2 separate regions of the Hordeum vulgare genome follow, and region 1 is linked to region 2. The links are chromatin contacts, called in public Hi-C maps. All regions are on one chromosome and are shown on one strand. Each heading gives the region's core, a stretch centred on a gene start, on an enhancer-like site or on the middle of the called end of the contact. The rest is flanking DNA. Distances are from core to core; before and after follow the strand shown.

Region 1 (2,986 bases), core at 218-2,717, 55 kb before region 2:
TCCGAGAGTTGCGCCTCGTACGTCGCCTCCTTCTCGTCAGCCTTACGCCACTCCTCCTCCTGCCTCTCACAGAGAACGGCTGCCAGCGCCGCCTGGTAGGAGGCCTCCGCCTCCTGGTCTTCGTTGCTAATGACGGGCGGGGTGGCGGAGGGCCTCCCGGCTGCACGTCACGCACGCCGTCGTGGCGCTGCTCCTCGTGCTCGAGCGCGAAACATACCTCCTAGTTGGGAGAGTTGGCCGCGTATGCCGGGTTGAGCCGCTGCTCCGGCGTCAGCTGACGCCGGCTGCGACTCGCCTCCTCCGCGTGCATGCGCGTCTACTGCGGCACGGTCAGCACCGGGATCCTCTCCGGATCCATATGCCAGTGGTGCGGGAGGGTGACGTCGGGGTACTGCAGCGGAACGCGGTGCTCCGAGTGCCACCGCGCTTGGTGCACCGGGACGCTGATGCGTTCGCGAGGCCGGCGGTGGTTGACGGGGGCCTTGCCCTTGTTTTGGAAGGAGCCGACCATGGCTAGGGTTTGGTTGCCGATGAGGTGGCGAGATGGGGACGGGGGGAGGGTCTGGAGCAGATGGCCGAACCCCACCGCACGTTCGGATTAAAAAAGGCCGACCGCTGTTGCTGACGCATGGATCCGAGGAAGACGGCCGTCATAAATTATGTTGACCGTGGTGGTTGAGACGGACACCGTAAAAACGCGCGCGTCCGCTCCGACACATTTTGGTCTCAAATTTAAACCAAAAATGGATCAGTACGGTCGCGTTTTAAAAATGATCAACGTGTTAGGTTATGTTAGGTTATCATTTTTATCCGCACGGCCCCAAATAGACGGGGCAAACGAAATGAATCGCCGAGTTAAAATTACTCTATGTAAAATGTCTCAAGATAAAGGGGCAACCCAATCACACGAAAACATCTTTCCAGTTCACAACCGGACTGGAAGCTCAGGAACCGGTCGATCACCGTGCTGCCCGTCAGAAGATGATACTTCGGTTTTCGGGTCGCGTCACGGGTTCCGTGCAAGCATCCGGGTGCATGTTTCGAGTCACAAAGCTCGACCCCGTCTCCAGCCGGCCGGCCGGCCGCTGTCAACTCCTCTTGCTCGCTGTCCATCTATCAACGCACTCTTGTCCCACTCCCACCGCGACGACCTTGATGCGCCCACTTCCCGAGCGACGAGGATTTTGTGTAGGCTCGCGCACCGCCGGTTCCAAAAAGAAATTTTTATTTAGTACGACGACAGTGATGGAACGGAACGGCACCGATGCTTATCGTCGCGGCCGTGTCTAGGATCGGAACAAATTGATTCCGGGCCATCGTCATTCAGCATTCATCCTCATGCCCAGGATCCCACTTTCGGGATGCCTCCTCAAGTCCATGCCATCGCCATCACGCGGGGCCGAATAGATACAACGGAACGGAGCACGTAATTATTCAGTGCGCACGCACATATTACTACTTATGTGATAAGATCGCTACGGCCTGATGAGAAACGGCGTGAAGGAGTGCAGCGGACGCGATAAGATCAGGTCCATGGCCGACGCCATCCGACCAAAGCTTTCCAAGAATAAAAATGGCGGCTGGGTGGACCTCCACGACGCTGGCCGGCCACATAGGTCAACGATCATTTCTCCCTGCTCCTCTTTTATACACGGCGTTGTTGGCCAACTACGTGTTCTGTCCACGTTATTTGCTAGTCTGTTTCGTCCATAGTGCTACCGTGGTACTAAGATAAATTACTGCTCGCGGCTCGTGTGAACATGCCTGATGATCAAAGGATGCGATGTGTGTGGTGGGTGGATGAGTGGGTTAGTGGCCAGCAGAGAAGGCAGGCATATACGGCGCCAAAGATCTCATCCGACCCTATCATGCATGACCGCGGTCTACGCCAGGGAGACCCCCTCTCTTCCCTTTTTTTCGTCCTTGCCATCGATACGCTCCATCACATACTCCAAAAGGCTACCGACCAAGGGAATTTGCAACCTATCCGCGGACGCCCAATCCAGGCTTCTCTATATGCGGATGATGAGGCCATTTTTATGGCGCCAATCAAAGAGGATATCCAGTTCTTAGCTTCCACGCTCAGCTCCTTTGGGGTTGTCACTGGCTTGGTCACCAACTGCAACAAAAGCCTAGTGGCGCCCATTCGATGCACAAACATTGATCTTGACGATATCCTGCGGGCCTTCCCAGCGGTACGGACCACCTTCCCAATGAGATATCTGGGCCTTCCACTTTCGATCCGGAGGCTCAAACGCATTCATTTTCAATATTTGAAGGATAAGGTGGTTGGCAAACTACCCCCTGGTCGGCCGAGCACGTTGCCGCCCCTGGGCGCATTGTCCTCGTCAAGGCCGTCCTCACAGCCATCGCGATTTATCACCTCACACCCCTTGATCTCCCTGTTGAGGTCAGGAAGAAGATCGATAGTCTGCGACGAGCCTACCTTTGGGCGGGCTGTGAGAAAGTGTCAGGTGGCAAATGCAAGGTTAACTGGAACCTAGTCTACAAGCCCAAGATTTACGGGGGTCTTGGCGTGCTAGATCTGGAGAAATTCGCGGCAGCGCTGCGCCTTCGTTGGCTATGGTTCGAGTGGGCCGACCCGGAAAAAAGTTGGGCTGGTACGGAAACGCCTTGTTCGGACGGCGACAAGGACCTTTTTGCCGCTGCCACGACGGTGGCCGTTGGTGATGGGACCAAAACGAGTTTCTGGGAATCATCATGGCTGCTTGGTCTTCGGCCCAAGGATATTGCGTCCGAGATTTTTGCTATTTCTAAAAGAAGGGCATGTACTGTGAGAAAAGCGCTGGATAATAACTTCTGGATTCGCCACATACAATTCCAACAGGGCCTCACTCTTCCTCATATTCAGCAGTTTGCTGCTCTCTGGGAGATGATATCTGTTGTGACTCTCACGCAACATACGCAAGACACTATAACTTGGAAATTCACAACCATCGGGGAATACTCCGCCAAGTCGGCGTAC
Region 2 (3,012 bases), core at 276-2,775:
GATATGTTTTGCTCCTTTTGAACCATGGATGGACAAACAAAAACAAAATCAATTTCCTATGAAGTAAATTTAAGGATCAAAATTGATTTATTTTTTAAACATGGTTTTTACCTTTTCCTTATCTATTTCGACACGAATATCTCGCAAACGTTCTCCGGGAGAAAAATTGTTAGCGAACGTTAGAGTTGTCATGCGAGAAGAACTAAAATGTCATCATGCGTTTGTTAGAGGTTTGCCTCGGGAAGCGAACTTGCTATACGCAGGGAAGAATGCTCCACGAATGCAACATAATCTTCATTTAAAAAAAAAGGTTTTGTAAGGTTTTGATAAATCATTTTGTGATGTTTAAATTATGGGAAACGATTACATCCCACCGGCTGATCCGGTTGATCCATTCGTCGTCCGCTCGTCCGTTAGATCTCGTCTCGATCATGAACCATTTCTCAAAATTGGCTCGTTGTTTCAGGAACGGGGGCTCAAGCTGGAGCACTCCAGGTTCCTCATCGTGGCTCCTCTGCTACCGGGGACGAGCCTGCCGGAGCCCGGCAAACCGCCGTCGTCGTCGGTCCTCGCCGGCTCGCCGGATCCCCACCTCGCCGACGAGATCCTGCCCCTCGCCGGATCCCCACCTCGCACGGCGAACGAGGAGGTGTGCGGCGTGGATGCCGGCGAGCTCCCGCCGCCGGGGAGCTTCTCTGCCTCGCTGGAGATGCGTCCCTGCTCGCGCGCCCGACTCTCCGTTGAGCATGGATCCCAGCTGCAACGTGACTTTCGTTGCAAAATTTCTTGAAACTCGACCTTTGTTGCAAAAAAAATATTCCATAAAAATACCTATGTTACAGAAAGACGAAGAAAAAAAAATATGCAACAAGCAAATTGTTTCTAAAACTCGACCGTTGTTTTAGGAATTAACGGATCCAAAGTTTATTTCTTGCAACAAAGCAAAAGTTTCCGTAACTCGAGCGTCGTTTCAGGAAATAACTACTGACCATGCGTCGGGGATGCGGGGCCTTATATCGACATCCGACGGCTAGCTAGATGACAGATAATTTTTAAAAATCATTCGACGGATCGCGTAGCGTTCCCTTTAAATTATGCGCAGGAAAGAATTTCCTTTCTTTTAGGGGTCATTATGTTTTGTAAGGTTTTTAGAAATCATTTTGCTGTCAAAAAAAGGTTGTGAGAAATCATTTGGTTGATCATTTCCTTCATGTACATAGCACACACAACGTCCCGTCTCGCTGACAGCGGGCCACCACCGGCATCCCAACCACGGCTGGATCCCACGGAGCACTGCACCGAACACGTACTCTGCCGGTCATTGGCGGACCCAACCGAGGCAAACCGGGCGACTCAAGTCAAGCCACAGGGGTGCATACACACAGAACCCAAAAATATCCAAATAAAATTAGTACTACTCCTTAATATTAATATCTCGCCTTTAATATTTTGAACCCCGCGGCCCCGCAGTCCCCCGCGCGCGGCCCTATATAAAGGCGGCCCCGTCAGACGCGTCCTCAGCAGTCACTCACCGGCGCCACCAGTACCGCCCCGCCCCCACCCACCCCACCTCCTCCCTCCTCTGCTCCTCCGCTCGCTCGGCACCGGGGGCCATGGCGCGCGCCTCGCTGCTTCTCGCGCTGCTCGTCGCGGCGGCTTCGGCGCCGGCGGAGGGAGCCAGGGTGCCCGTGGACGCGGCCGGCAACGCGACGCTGGGCGCGCGGCGGGAGGCGCTCGAGAACGGCCTCGGCAGGACGCCGCAGATGGGGTGGGTACTCTCGCTCGCGCTGCCACCTTCCAACCCCCTGCTCCTGTCTTTTCCTCTTCGTTTTTTCGCCCGCTATGGCATGCATTCGATTCGTATCCTCCGCCCCTCGCGCTACGCTACCGCCCAACAACCCGCACGAACAAAGCAGAAAATAACAATTCATTATTAACATGAAAATATACTACTCCTACGTAGTACTATCATCGCTCTGGAGTAGGGGGTAGAGCTCGTGGTGGTAGATAATCTGCCGTGGTGCGTGCGTGGTGATAATGGTGGCTTTCGTGCGATGAAAGGGACGTTCATGCGCGTCTCGCGTGCGGCGGCAGCGAAAGGCGCGGGTGGCTCCCTCCGATTTCATCATCGGGTTTGGACGCTTTTGTTTAAAGCCCCTTTGGGCTTTGGCCGCTTCTCTTCCATTCGCGCACGCGATATTTCCAATCTCGATTTATTATGCCCCGCTTCGTCGCCACAGCCTACAGATACAGTTTTCCTATTTTTATTTTGGGTGGATTTGATGGGAGATTTGGCGATGAGATGAGGGATTGAGCCACGAGGGGAGTAAGTAAGATGAATGCTTGGACGTCAGCACGCGTGCATTTTTCTGCTCCCCTCGTCCAGTCGTAGATCTAAAGATATACTCGTATTTTTTTTGGCCAGCATTTATATTGGAACGATCATGTGTGTACGTGTACTCCAGATTTCGCATGGAACCATGCATTTGTTTTTAACACATGGATCTAGCAGTATTTGCTACTCCTACTACTATATGCTCCTACATCAGTGACTTCATCTATATTTAGTATCAGCAATGCAAAATCTACAGTGGTCTTCATCTATATATATAATTGAAAGAAAATAAAAACTGCGGAACAACCGAGGGGGGCCTGCCTGCGAGCAAAGCACGCCCAAGGAACAGGGAAAAGATTTGACGACCTATCCCTTTATCTATGCTTTCTTTTTTCCTTTTTCTCTGTTGGCCTTTGTGCCTGTCCCTTGGCCTCTGCCCTCGCGCTGCATGCACATATACGAGTATTTTAACCGCGCAACCTGAACCGTACGGTACTGCCGTCCTGGTGCTGCTGATGGCTCATCATGACGTATCCGGTCCGGCGACTAGCCATTGATACTGTATTTTTCTCTCTGTGTCGGTTGCTCAATCTCCACACAGTAAAAAAAAATACGGTGTCTAGAAGTAAACATGTCATGGGTCGGGATTTTTCTTCCGACGAGCCTCGTCACGAGTC

Evidence for each region. A called contact is a pair of places that touch in the nucleus more often than the background predicts.
Region 1: a Hi-C map of leaf shows a contact between it and region 2, with 4 times the contacts expected there. The contact joins the enhancer-like site here to the promoter of LOC123432356 in region 2. A contact is called at or near these places in 5 of 6 Hi-C or Micro-C datasets (leaf and seedling).

Annotation. Positions count from the first base shown.
Region 1 is chr1H:303,640,017-303,643,002 of MorexV3_pseudomolecules_assembly, reverse strand. No RefSeq gene overlaps it. Among protein-coding and RNA genes, the nearest start is that of LOC123432356, 55 kb to the right of the region's middle. Within about 2 kb of position 1,467, at least 2 of the 3 cell types and tissues checked have open chromatin away from gene starts, as enhancers often do. A contact at or near this core is called in leaf, where this site is marked.
Region 2 is chr1H:303,585,435-303,588,446 of MorexV3_pseudomolecules_assembly, reverse strand. LOC123432356 (alpha-galactosidase-like) reads left to right here and starts at 1,525. Exons shown (of 15, transcript XM_045115386.1): 1 at 1,525-1,768. The coding sequence starts at 1,614.